Regions from separate parts of the Triticum aestivum genome. Here region 1 is linked to region 2. Evidence: chromatin contacts called from public Hi-C data. All regions are on one chromosome and are shown on one strand. The core of a region is the stretch at or near the end of the contact, and the rest is flanking DNA. Distances in the headings are between cores, read along the strand shown. Region 1 holds the start of LOC123046367 (probable phospholipid hydroperoxide glutathione peroxidase). Region 2 holds the start of LOC123046359 (putative cis-zeatin O-glucosyltransferase).

Region 1 (6,112 bases), core at 1,351-3,850, 680 kb after region 2:
ATGCAATGCCTTATGAACCATTTTCACCTTTGCCTCTGTTTGGGTGGTCCAGGATTGAAGATGTCAAACTTGATCGCCACGACTTCGACCTGACCAATGGTTAGCTCTTGGCTTCACTATGCTGCGACATATGCATGAAGATAATACATGATGGAGATATAACATAACAGTTGTAAGGGCAAGCTATTAAAAACTTTGGTTTCCAAAGATATTTTGTGGGCGGAAGTGTACTTCCAAACTCAAATTCGCGGAGGAAAAGTAGTTCTAAATTCTAACCAAGACTTCTAGAGACATGTAAAATTGATATGTCGTTTGCTAAGTCGGGAACAACGGTGTAATTCCGCAGACTTATATCAGTGGGAGCTATAAACTAGTAATAGCAAGTCATTTTATGTCGAAGGATTATGAAATGCACATTCAGATGACAGAAGCGCCTTCTGAACATTTGCGATACGTGGGATTTACCTATGCTATCCATGATCTTGGCACAAAATTAGGCTAAGTTTCTGTGCTACGCATTACCACCTATTGGTAGTTGCCGCTATTAAATGCAGAGATGAATCATGCTATCAAGCTGATGCAGCAATGTGAGAAATTATGTTATTCAGAAACTTGACCAGACAACAACACGATCCAATGAAAGGCACACCGAACAGCTACAATATTTGAATGCATTCATTAACACAACATATACAACAAGTACAGAGTAGGATGCTGAAAATATAGCAGATGCATCCTCTGAAATGCTGGGTACAGATTTTATTTCAACACGACATTATTCTTGTTTCTAGAATACAGAGTGCCGATTTCTCTCGAGGCTCCAGCCAGCGGCGGGTCTAAGAGCTCCCAAGCAGCTTCTTGATATCCTTCTGCAGATTATACAAAGCAAGTGTTATGTTGACCGCCTAGCGCTTCAAGATTCAACATGTGCAAGGGGATGTGAATCACAGTGCTGTTAGTTACCTCAATGCTTAGTGGGGAAGTGGTCGGGGCATAGCGGTCAACAACGTGACCCTCCTTGTCAACCAAGAACTTGGAGAAGTTCCACTTGATGCTGTCGCCGAAAAGGCCACCTTTGCTAGACTTCAGGAACTTGTACAGGGGGGAAACATTGCTGCCGTTGACATCAACCTGACAGACAATACAAACTAGGGCTCAATACTGCAGCATAAACCTTCTCGGATGGATTATTCTTAAGATAAAATGGAGATTCATGGGCATCCCACTGAAACATTTGCAACATTATCACACTGAAACAGATAAATGCATTGCTTTCGCCTAGGAAGATCACAGCACAAATGTACCTTGTCGAAAATGGGGTACTCGGCCTTGAAGCGGGTGCAGGCAAACTGAACGATCTCATCATTGGTGCCAGGCTCCTGCCCACCAAACTGATTGCATGGGAAAGCCAAGATCTCAAAGCCTGTAAACCACAAATTGGCAATAGAACACAGAGGTTAGCATCCAATAACCAGAGTATGTTGTGTAAATCGACTAACTAGTACATCATGAAGCAATATGTAGATTAAACCCAGTAATCCATATGACATAGATATAATAACAAGGTAAAGGGGAACAAAAAACATGGATGAAGAAAAAAACCTTGGTCCTTGTACTTCGGGTACAGCTGGCTCAGCTCGGTGTAGTTGGAGTTGGTCAAGCCACTGGAACAATTGGTCACAGACAATAATTAGCAGCGTAGCTGAAGAAGTAAGGTCTTCTATGGAATTCATTTAATAAAGAGTCGATGTTTAATGGCGTAGACGATCATTATTTTGGACAATCAAGCAGGACACGGCATATAATAACCTATTGATTTGGACTGTACTTATTTTTCATTTGCTGCGGACCAGACAAAATAATTTGATTCAACGCACTGCTTGCAAGTTGGAGATATCTCATAGCCGAGCTGAAAGTGAAGTTGGAATGCCAGGTTTACAGGTCGTACGTACCACTGGGATGCGACGTTAACAATGAGAAGAACCTTCCCCTTGTAGACGCTGAGGTCGACGTCCTTGCCGCTTGCATCCTGCACGCCAAGGATAACTCGTTCAATACAGTCGTACTACTGCACAATTCACCTAAGCGGCTTCTAGAAATCAGGCGCAACGAAATACCGGTCAGCGAATTCAGACGGTTCAGCAGTCTAAATCCAACGGATCGGCAGCGGAATTCACACGAAGATCCACCCGAGCAAGCAAAGCGCAAACTAGGCACACCTCGAGCTAGCCCGGAGTCTGGAGCAGGCCGAGCAGGCGATCTAGCAGCGTGTGAACAAAATACAGAGACCGAAGGGGATGGGAGGGAGAGCGGGGATGACCTTGACGGTGAAGTCGTGGACGGAGGTGGCGGACGACGCGGCGGCCATGGCGAGGTTCCCCGTGCGAGTTGACGGAGGCGGCGTCGGTGGCTGCGGCGGGGATCGACCGGGCTCAGAACTCAGGAGTAAGCGGGTAGTTGGGAGTTTGGGGGGAGGAGGCGTTAGCGTGGAGACGACGAGATGGGAAGGTGGGCCGGGACGTCACCGGGAGATTTATAGGGCCAGGCCCACGGCCAGGGGGGAGGTTGGGGCTTGGAATCTTGTTATGGACAGAGGTGTGAACGCCCGCGGCAGTAAATAATGAATGCGCGTGGCCCGCGACGGAGGAAGCACGTAGCCGCCGGGACCCGTCCGTGCGAACGGAATCGAGGCGCTGGGGTCAACTTAGGGCGGCTGAGGCCTCGCCGTCCGATCGGATCGGATGGTCTCGGCGGATCGCTCATCTCGTACGCGGAACTGGCGGTGGTGGGAAGGCAAATCCGCAAATGTCGCACAAGCGCTACTGGAGGCCGATTTTCGGCCCCGTTTGATAACAAAGCATTAAAAAAACTAAAGTATTGAAAACTACAATAATTTAGTCTACAGGTACATAATACCACGGTTTTGCCATAATAGAGTATTTTGAAGTATTTAGAATACATTGGACCTGTTTGGCAAGAGCCATTGGAAGCAGTTTCGAATTATGCGTTGAGCTAGCTAGACATCTGCAAACTGATGAACTGCTATGCACGGCACCGACGTACGATCATGCACTAACTGAATGGCCAAGCTAAACGTGCCATGCACAATCTCGCTCTTACGCTTACCAAAGTAGTGATCTAAACGCTCTTATATTAGTTTACGGAGGGAGTAACAAATAGGGAGGAGGCGGTCAATGGCAGAGCTGCACGTTGCCGGAGCCGCTTGGTTTTCTTTCACATCTGGGATAATCAGGAGCTGCGCATGGAGGCAGTGGACCATACGGCGAAGCTGCTCGTGAACCAAAACAGCTTGGCCTTCATCCGCGTTGCCGTCGGCGTGGAAAGAGACAAGTCTACCAGCTTGCTCCGCCCCATCGACCATGGCAGTTCGCAGTGCACTGTACTTGTACTGCCGTTCCTTGATCTGTTCATGGCTGCCCGATCAAGACGAGCTCCACAGACAATAGGGCGGCGGCTTGGGAGCGAGCGAAGATAACGATGAGCTCTCGTTCTTTTCGCGTGCTCGGTTTTTTTAAAAAAGGTCCGAGGTTCTTTTTTTAGAACAGAGAAAATACCATAGTATTGGAAAAACTGTAGTATTAATAGCATAGTTTTTAGTGATTGTCAAACAGCTCAAAGTAATTAAAACCATGGTAATCCTAAAAAATGTAGTATTTCCGGAATACTTCGAAAATACAGAGCTATCAAACAGGGCCTTCATGTTTTCACTCTTTTGCGAAAGTTTAGCAAGATCTGTACTTTTTCTAGCGTCTGATTGCAGGGTATAACAATCCACCGCTAAGGGTCTTGATGGTAGACGTGCACACCCTATCGTAAATTTTTTCTAAGTAACAAATACATTGTGTGTACTCACTTGCCGTCGGACACATCGGCGGTATGGGTACACAGGCTACCGTCAGCTTGTTTGGCGGTAGGGCAACATTGCGCTGACGTGCATAAGTTGCATACCTTCAGAGACTGGCGATAGGCTATTATACTCTACCGTCTCGACTCTGGCTTAGCAAAAGGGTTTGATCCCGAAATACTTTCGGATGGGGCCAGATCCGGCTTAGAGCAACTCCAGCCACGCCCCCAAGAGCCCCCAAGGCCATTTTTTTAGCGTCGGCGTCCAAAAAACGTCCCGGTCACGCCCTAGGGTCTCATTTTTTGCCGGATTAGGCCAAAATAACAGTCGGCGAACTCGAGCCGAACCCAAGCCCCCGGGGGTTGCCTGGAGGCGCCGGCCGAAGCAAAAAGGCGCGTGGGTCTGCTTTGTCGGCTAGAGAAATCCCTTTTCCCACTGACCCCCCTGCTTTTCCCCCTCCGTTTCCCTCCATCCCCCTTCTCCCGCCATTCTCCTCCCTCTCCCCTCCATCCGGCCGCCATGCCGCCGAAGAAGTACGCCGCCCCTCGCGCCGCTGCCGATGCCGATGTCACCCAGCCAAAGCAGAGGAAGCCGAGGGCGTCGCCGTCCAAGCCCCTAGGCATGTCAAACGTCGACTGGAAGGCGGAGGTTCAGCGCCAGGAGGCTGTCACCACTGGCCAGTGGTACAGGCTCAACACCAAGAAGGCCCGGGACAGGGCGGCGGCGGCGGGCGTGGCAGAGCAGGTAGATCACGCGGCGGAACAAGCAGAGGTGTCTCGCGCAGGGACGATGAATCCGCCCGGCGGCCACGGCCCGCACGTTCCCTGGAGCCAGCAGAGCGTCAGGTCGTCGGCTGGCTTCTAGTCATCGACACACCCCTAGGGGTGCGCGCCCTCGCCTGGCTACGCCGACGGCGACGCGCGTGGCGGGTTCAACCCCAACATCACCTTTCCACATGGCCACCCCGCCCAGCGCACGCCCTCGCTCGCGTTCGCCGGCGTCCAGTACCCCCCATACACCTACTCGCGCCGGCTTACGCATCCTCCCCGACGCCACCTCTGCACCGTGGCGTGCTGCTCTTCTCACAAGCCTCACCGTCGCATCTCGGCAACCCCGACGGGACGGAGGCCGACATGGACGACATCATCAAGACCGGCTCAGTCGCCGCCACCTTCCCCGAGTTCAATGCCCAAGAAGATACAATCGACCTCAACGACGACATGGACGACAGGCTCGACTACGGCAAGGAGGAGCCATAGGAGGAGGAGGACGGCGAGGAGGAGGAGCCGGGGCCTGCTCCGACGAGGAAAGGGTAAAAGAAGAGGCGGGCGGCCAGAACCGGCGAGCCGAAGCGTGGAAGATCGTCTGCCTCGACCCGATCACCGGCACGAACCAGAACGCCGACACGTACGTACTGGGAGCGCATCAAGTCGAAGTCCCAGCGCAAGCTAGTCGATCCCTACTTCGTCGACGTCCACATGCAGCACGGCTCTAAGGCCATGGCCAACCATTGGGCGCTAATCCAAACTGCGTTTAACAAATGGCATGGGATCGTCGAGGAGATCGCGGGTCGCCCGGAGAGCGGCGTCAACTACGAGAGTCAAGTATGATGCCGGTCTCTCACTCATTTTTCACCGTGTACGTCGCTCACACTTGTTCCTCGGCGCAGATGGTCCGGATGTTCGTCATGTATCGTCAGGACAGCAGTTCTGATCAAGAGTTTCAAGTACCTCCACGTGTTCCTGGATCGAGAAGTGCGAGAAGTGGGCGAAGGTCTGACGCACCCTCGCCAACACCAAGGAGAAGTACAAGCCGGACGCGCCCACGCTGGGCGCGGCTGATGGGCGCCCTGACAGCAACTAATGAGCCAAGTCGGCGAAGGACGCCGCGCCGGCTACCACGCGTTTGCAAGAGTTCATCAAACACTGCATCGCTGACGCCAAGACCCGCGCCGCCCAGAGGGAAGAGAAAACTAAGGCGCGATGGTCGGCGTTGATGGCGAACAACGCCGTCAAACTCGACCTGCTCTGGACCAACGTTGCCGCGAAGAGGAGGAACACCGACCTGGCTTTCCTGATTGGGGGGCGGGGGGGGGGGGGGGCATGTCGAAGATGGACGATCGGGTCAAGGCGTGGTTCCCGGTGGAGCGTGGCCTCATCCTGAACGAGATGCCATCGACAGCGGCGCCAACTCCCACGACGACCCCAACGCCGCCGCCAAGCCCGAGCGACGCCTCAACGACGCCCA
Region 2 (5,670 bases), core at 2,743-5,242:
TACTGTCGTTATATTTCTGAATTGGACTGAACTGTTGTCAGTTGTCATGAAGCTAACCTGCCATGAACATTGCAGTTTGGCATCTATCAAAACATACCGAAATAGTATGGTATATACTGAAATCGAACCTAATGACCATATGCCGTGGGAGGTTGTGTTATATTACTACTTGGTTATAAGTACATAGCTAGTAGTTATGCTTGCCTTCCACGCTGTGCAGAACTGCAGACAGCAGAATGCAGATGCCTCCATTTGGTTCAAAAACGATAGATATGAAGATATTTAGTCATCAGAAGTTAGAAACATAACTACAAAGTTCTTGCATCACTTTCAAATCCGTGTCAACTTTGGTAAATTCATATCAAAACCATACCCAAATAGGCAGTGAGGAATGCCGATTTGGAATACTTGATCTCGATTCATGTCCTTTGCAATCTGATTCTAAGTTAATTGCATTTCAGATTGCTACAATGCCCATGTTCTGGAGGTTGGCGCTACATAAAACTATTGAGATAGTCGGAGCTTGCCTTCACCTATTATGCTCTCTGGTGCAAATCCCTAAAAGGTAGCAAGTGCTCTTATCTACTCCCTCTGTCCCATAATATAAGATCTTATTACATCCAATACGCTCATGAGATCTTATATTATGGGACGGAGGGGGTAGCTGTTAAGAACATATGACAAAGTTTCGGATATCTCTTGATCTCTTTAACTGTTTCTATGAGTCATTTTAGATGTGTAAGCAAATATTCGACAAGCTCGGGCTCAGAGAGTGGACCCTGGATAGGGTATACGCTCTCGACAAGTCTGCACAGTGGAGATGTGTTGGAGGGCACAAATGTGAGCCCTTTTTCTCTGCATTTTCTGGGTGTCAGTTCAAAGGGTGGTCGGCTGAGTGCCTGAGGCCGATATACCGTTTGTTTGTGTAGGAATATGAGCAACTCTTATCTGCATTCATTCTTGTTTCAGGAAAGACTTTCATCAGTCAGCGATGCAGAGTTCCCGGCAGAAAGCCCTAGGGAGCTCTCAGATAATGGGATGAGCCGTTCACGAAGCTCCATGAAGATCCAAGAACTGGATAGGTACATTGAATTGCTACATCAGGACGTGGCACTAATGAGGCAGGAACTCGGGGGAGTTCGCACAAGTCAGCAGGAAGTAGCAGAAGCAGTTGATGATATAAAGGAATGCAAATATCATCTCTCTCTCTCTCTCTCTCTCTCTCTCTCTCTCTCTCTCTCTCTTATGGAGCTTCAAGTATGTGATCCCTAACATGGTCGTTTGTTATTGCAGAAATCCTTCTTCGGTTGAAGTCATTTTATCTATGAAAGCACCGGTTGCCCTAGCTATTCTTTTGAGTATAAGTCATTTTATCTCTCTCACATGCTTGCTGTAGCGAGTTAAGTATGGCTGAAAACGCTCTCCTGGGTAGGTGTATGTGTGGTAGTAGAAGAGAAGCAGTGATTGCAATCCGACGAGTGTCGTGACATGAGCCATGACGACAAGCATTTCGTAGGAGATGGAATTGGCAGGTTTATTAATATGTTGTGTTCTTTTTTTTTTTGAAACAAGGCAGAAGATTTGCCATTTTCATTAATTAAGAAGAGGTTTCGTTACAAACAGACCGCCAAGCGGTCACAAGTCGAAACAATTACTCTCGCGGCATTACACTACGCAAATGTTTGGCGCCCGCAATGACCCAAATGGACACTTCTTCTTTGATGCATCGCATGATGATCGCCAGCGGTGCCGCCTTGTTCCTGAAGACGCGCGCATTTCTTTCCTTCCAAAGTTCCCATCCCACAAGAAGGAGAAGGGAAGATATAGCTTTTGTGGGTTGACCATTGTTAGTGAGTAGCGCGTCCCACCAAGATTTGACCGTGGTAAACTGGAGCCAAGGAGTCGTGGGGATATTTAGACCAAGCCAGACAAACACCTCATTCCAAACTCTAGTAGAGAACCTGCACTTGAAGAGGAGGTGAGCTGCAGATTCTTGCACCTGATTACAGAGTGGACATCGGTCGCAATTAGGCCATCCTCGCTGTTGGAGCCTATCGGCAGTCCAAATTCTGTTTTGAGTGACAAGCCAGGCAAAAAATTTACACTTGGGGGGGGGTGCCCAAGCCTTCCAGACAGTGGCATGCAAGCTTAAGCGAGTAAGGCCAGCAAACTGCGCAATATAAGCAGACCTAGCTGAGTACTGGCCATCGTTGGTTAACTTCCAAAGGATGGTATCCTTGACACCAGGCCGGATGATGACATTCAGAAGCTTCTCCCATAATGCCAAGAATTGTTGGAGGTGCTCAAGCGTGAGGCCGTTATGGTAGTCAATTTGGTTTATCCAGTGCCCATCCCTCAAGGTTGTGGCAACAGATGCCCCCTTCTTGCGTGAAATCTCAAAAATCTTTGGAGCAATGTCTTTTGGCCTAAAACCCTCCAGCCAAGGCGACTCCCAGAAGGAAGCCTTCTGTCCATTGCCAATCGCGACCTTAGTCACAGCCGCAAACAGGTTACGGTCATTGGCCGTGCAAGGTGTCCCCATACCGCACCACGCACGTGGTGGGTCGTCCCAGTCGAGCCAAAGCCATCGCAACCGGAGGGCAGCGGCAAACTTGCCCAGGTGCAAAATGCCAAGGCCTCCAAATTCTTTTGGCCTGCAGACGAGCTCCCAGTTTACTTTGCACTTTCCACCAGTTACCTTGTCAGTTCCGGCCCAAAGGTAGGCTCGCCGCAACCTATCGATCGCCTTGAGAACCTCCACCGGAAGGTCAACCGGTGTAATGTGGTAAATGGCCACCGCCGTAAGGACCGCCTTGACCAAGGTCATGCGACCCGAGATAGCAACATGCTTGCCTTTCCAAGGCGCCAATTTGCCTGCTGGCTTGTCTTCCAGCATTTGGAGATGTATCCTCCTTAATCTTTTGAGTGCGAGTGGGAGGCCAAGGTAGCGAATAGGGAAGGAGGAGCGGCATGCCGGGAAGGATTGGAGAACGTCATCTAGGTCCACGTTGGCACATCTGATAGGGGCTACAATACTCTTTGTGCAGTTTGTGGAGAGGCCGGTGGATTCACCGAAGGAAGTAAGCATGGCCGCAAGGAATTGTACGTCCTCCTTGACGGGGGCACAGAAAACTGCGGCATCATCGGCATAAAGAGAGGCACGAATCCCCATGTGCCTCCCAGGGAGGGGATGAAGCTTGCCTTGGGTGGTGGCTTTGTTGAGGATATGGTGTAGTGGGTCGATGGCAAGCACAAATAGCAATGGTGATAGCGGGTCCCCCTGCCTAAGTCCCTGTCCATGCTTGATTGGGTCTCCGGCAATACCGTTGAGCAAAACTCTTGAGGACGCCGAGGATAGTAGTGCCGAGATCCAGTCCCGGAAGCGGGCAGGAAAGCCATGGTGATTCAACATCTCCAACAGGTAATCCCATCTAACATAGTCAAATGCCTTCTTGATGTCAAGCTTGAAGAGGAGCATAGGCTTTTTTGTGCGGTGAAATCTTCTGGCTAGATTCCGCACATACATGAAATTGTCGTGAATGCTCCTCTTTTTTATGAAAGCACTTTGCGCAATTGAAACAATATCATTCATGTGGGGAGCCAATCTAGTGGCAAGAATCTTGGCAATGAGCTTAGCCACAGCATGAATGAGGCTAATGGGCCTGAAGTCAGAGATCTCCTCTGCGCCATCCTTCTTGAGAATGAGAGCAATATTCGCCGAGTTGAGCCGGTGCAAGTTTCTGGCATGGATGTTGTGTTCTTGACCACGCATGCAAGGCACATGGCGAACTCGTAGAGCCATACGTCTCCTGCTATTTGCTCTGAACCTGGATGTAAGCATGGCTCCACCGCCGTGGGCTGCTCACCTGCGCGCAGGCCAGGAAGCTTCCACCGTGACCTGCTTGCTCACCTACATATATAGTCTGCCATGCTGCTGTCCAGCCTCATCGGTCATCAGCCAGCAACTCACTCAGCACCACCCCCACTGTCACGTCCTCACGCCACGGAGAGCACAACGTCGATGGGGAGAGCAGAGCACGCAATGGAGCCTGTGGCCGTCGTGGCGGTGCCGTTCCCGGCGCAGGGGCACCTCAACCAGCTGCTGCACCTGTCTCTGCAGCTCGCGTCGCGCCGGGTGGACGTGCACTACGCCGCGCCCGCGCAGCACATCGGGCAGGCGCGCGCGCGCGTGCACGGCTGGGGCGAGGAGGCGCTCCGGTCCATCCAGTTCCACGACCTCGGCATCCCCAGCTATGTCTCCCCGCCCCCGGACCCCACCGCCGACTCGCCCTTCCCCTCCCACCTCATGCCCATGTTCAAGGCCTACATCGCCGGCGCGCGCGCCCCGCTCGCGGCTATCCTCGACAAGCTTTCCGGCTCCTACTGCCGCATAGTCGTAGTGCACGACCCCATCAACGCCTTCGCCGCCGAGGAGGCCGCGCGGCTGCCCAACGGCGAGGCGCTCGGGCTGCACTGCTTGGCCGTGTCCATGCTCGTTGGAAGAATGGACGCCAACCACCGGCTACTCCGAGAGAACGGCCTGGTCTACAGCGCCATTGAGCAGTGTGCGACCAAGGAGTTCGTGGAGTACGCCAACCGGGCCAGACCGGCGAAAGACATCTCGCCCGGCGCGGGCATCCTGGCAAACACATGCCGCGCGCTCGAGGGTGATTTCGTCGACGTTGTCGCCGGGCACCTGGCCGCCGACGGCAAGAAGCTCTTCGCCATCGGGCCGTTAAACCCACTGCTTGACGCCAGCGCACCGAAGGAGAGCAAGCAGCGGCACGAGTGCCTGAACTGGCTGGACGAGCAGCCTCCGGCGTCGGTGATGTATGTGTCCTTCGGCACGACGTCGTCCCTGCGAGCCGAGCAAATCGAGGAGCTTGCAGCAGCACTGCGCGGCAGCAACCAACGCTTCATCTGGGTGCTGCGTGACGCGGACCGCGGCAACATATTCGCGGAGGCCGGCGAGAGCAGCCACGAGAAGGTGCTGTCAGGGTTCACCAAGCACACCGAAGGGAGGGGGCTGGTGATCACCGGGTGGGCGCCGCAGCTAGAGATCCTAGCGCACACCGCCACGGCGGCGTTCATGAGCCATTGTGGCTGGAACTCGACCATGGAGAGCCTGAGCCACGGCAAGCCGATTCTCGCCTGGCCCATGCACTGCGACCAGCCGTGGGACGCGGAGCTTGTCTGCAACTATCTCAAGGCCGGCATCCTCGTGCGCCCATGGGAGAAGCACAGTGAGGTGGTCACGGCGAAGGCCATCCAGGAAGTCATCGAGGAGGCCATGCTCTCCGACAAAGGAATGGCCGTGCGGCAACGGGCAAGTGCACTGGGGGAGGCCGTCCGCGCCTCCGTGGTTGACGGCGGTCCGTCGCGCCAGGACCTAGATGATTTCACTGCTTACATCACAAGGTGATCGACAAAATGCCATGTGCGACGATGGCCTTTCATGCCGACACAGTTCAACCAGTTTGATTTTAAATTACGTATAAATCACGCAGCAAAAAAGTGGAGTAATGCATGTGTACAGAACCAACCTTTGGTTCAATGGTTAGTAGGATGTTTTTTTTTTTTTGAAACGAATGGTTAGTAGGATGTTGTTAATCCAAATTTACATCCTAAAATTGTCGAAGATTGAATTTGCCACCGAAGGGCAAGGGCGAG

The links. Hi-C and Micro-C count contacts between places; a contact is called where the count stands out from the background.
Region 1: a Hi-C map of leaf shows a contact between it and region 2, with 5 times the contacts expected there. The contact joins the promoter of LOC123046367 here to the promoter of LOC123046359 in region 2. A contact is called at or near these places in 2 of 5 Hi-C or Micro-C datasets (both in leaf).

Annotation. Positions count from the first base shown.
Region 1 is chr2B:624,201,783-624,207,894 of IWGSC CS RefSeq v2.1, forward strand. It overlaps LOC123046367 (probable phospholipid hydroperoxide glutathione peroxidase), which reads right to left and starts at 2,601. Exons shown (of 6, transcript XM_044469716.1): 1 at 2,321-2,601; 2 at 1,953-2,029; 3 at 1,603-1,664; 4 at 1,305-1,423; 5 at 964-1,131; 6 at 658-869. The coding sequence starts at 2,368. The coding sequence ends at 837. LOC123046366 (AT-hook motif nuclear-localized protein 10) reads left to right here. Exons shown (of 4, transcript XM_044469715.1): 4 at 1-414. The coding sequence ends at 104.
Region 2 is chr2B:623,515,480-623,521,149 of IWGSC CS RefSeq v2.1, forward strand. LOC123046359 (putative cis-zeatin O-glucosyltransferase) reads left to right here and starts at 3,993. Exons shown (of 1, transcript XM_044469708.1): 1 at 3,993-5,422. The coding sequence starts at 4,022. The coding sequence ends at 5,422. LOC123046360 reads left to right here. Exons shown (of 4, transcript XM_044469709.1): 2 at 462-565; 3 at 735-840; 4 at 970-1,620. The coding sequence starts at 471. The coding sequence ends at 1,272.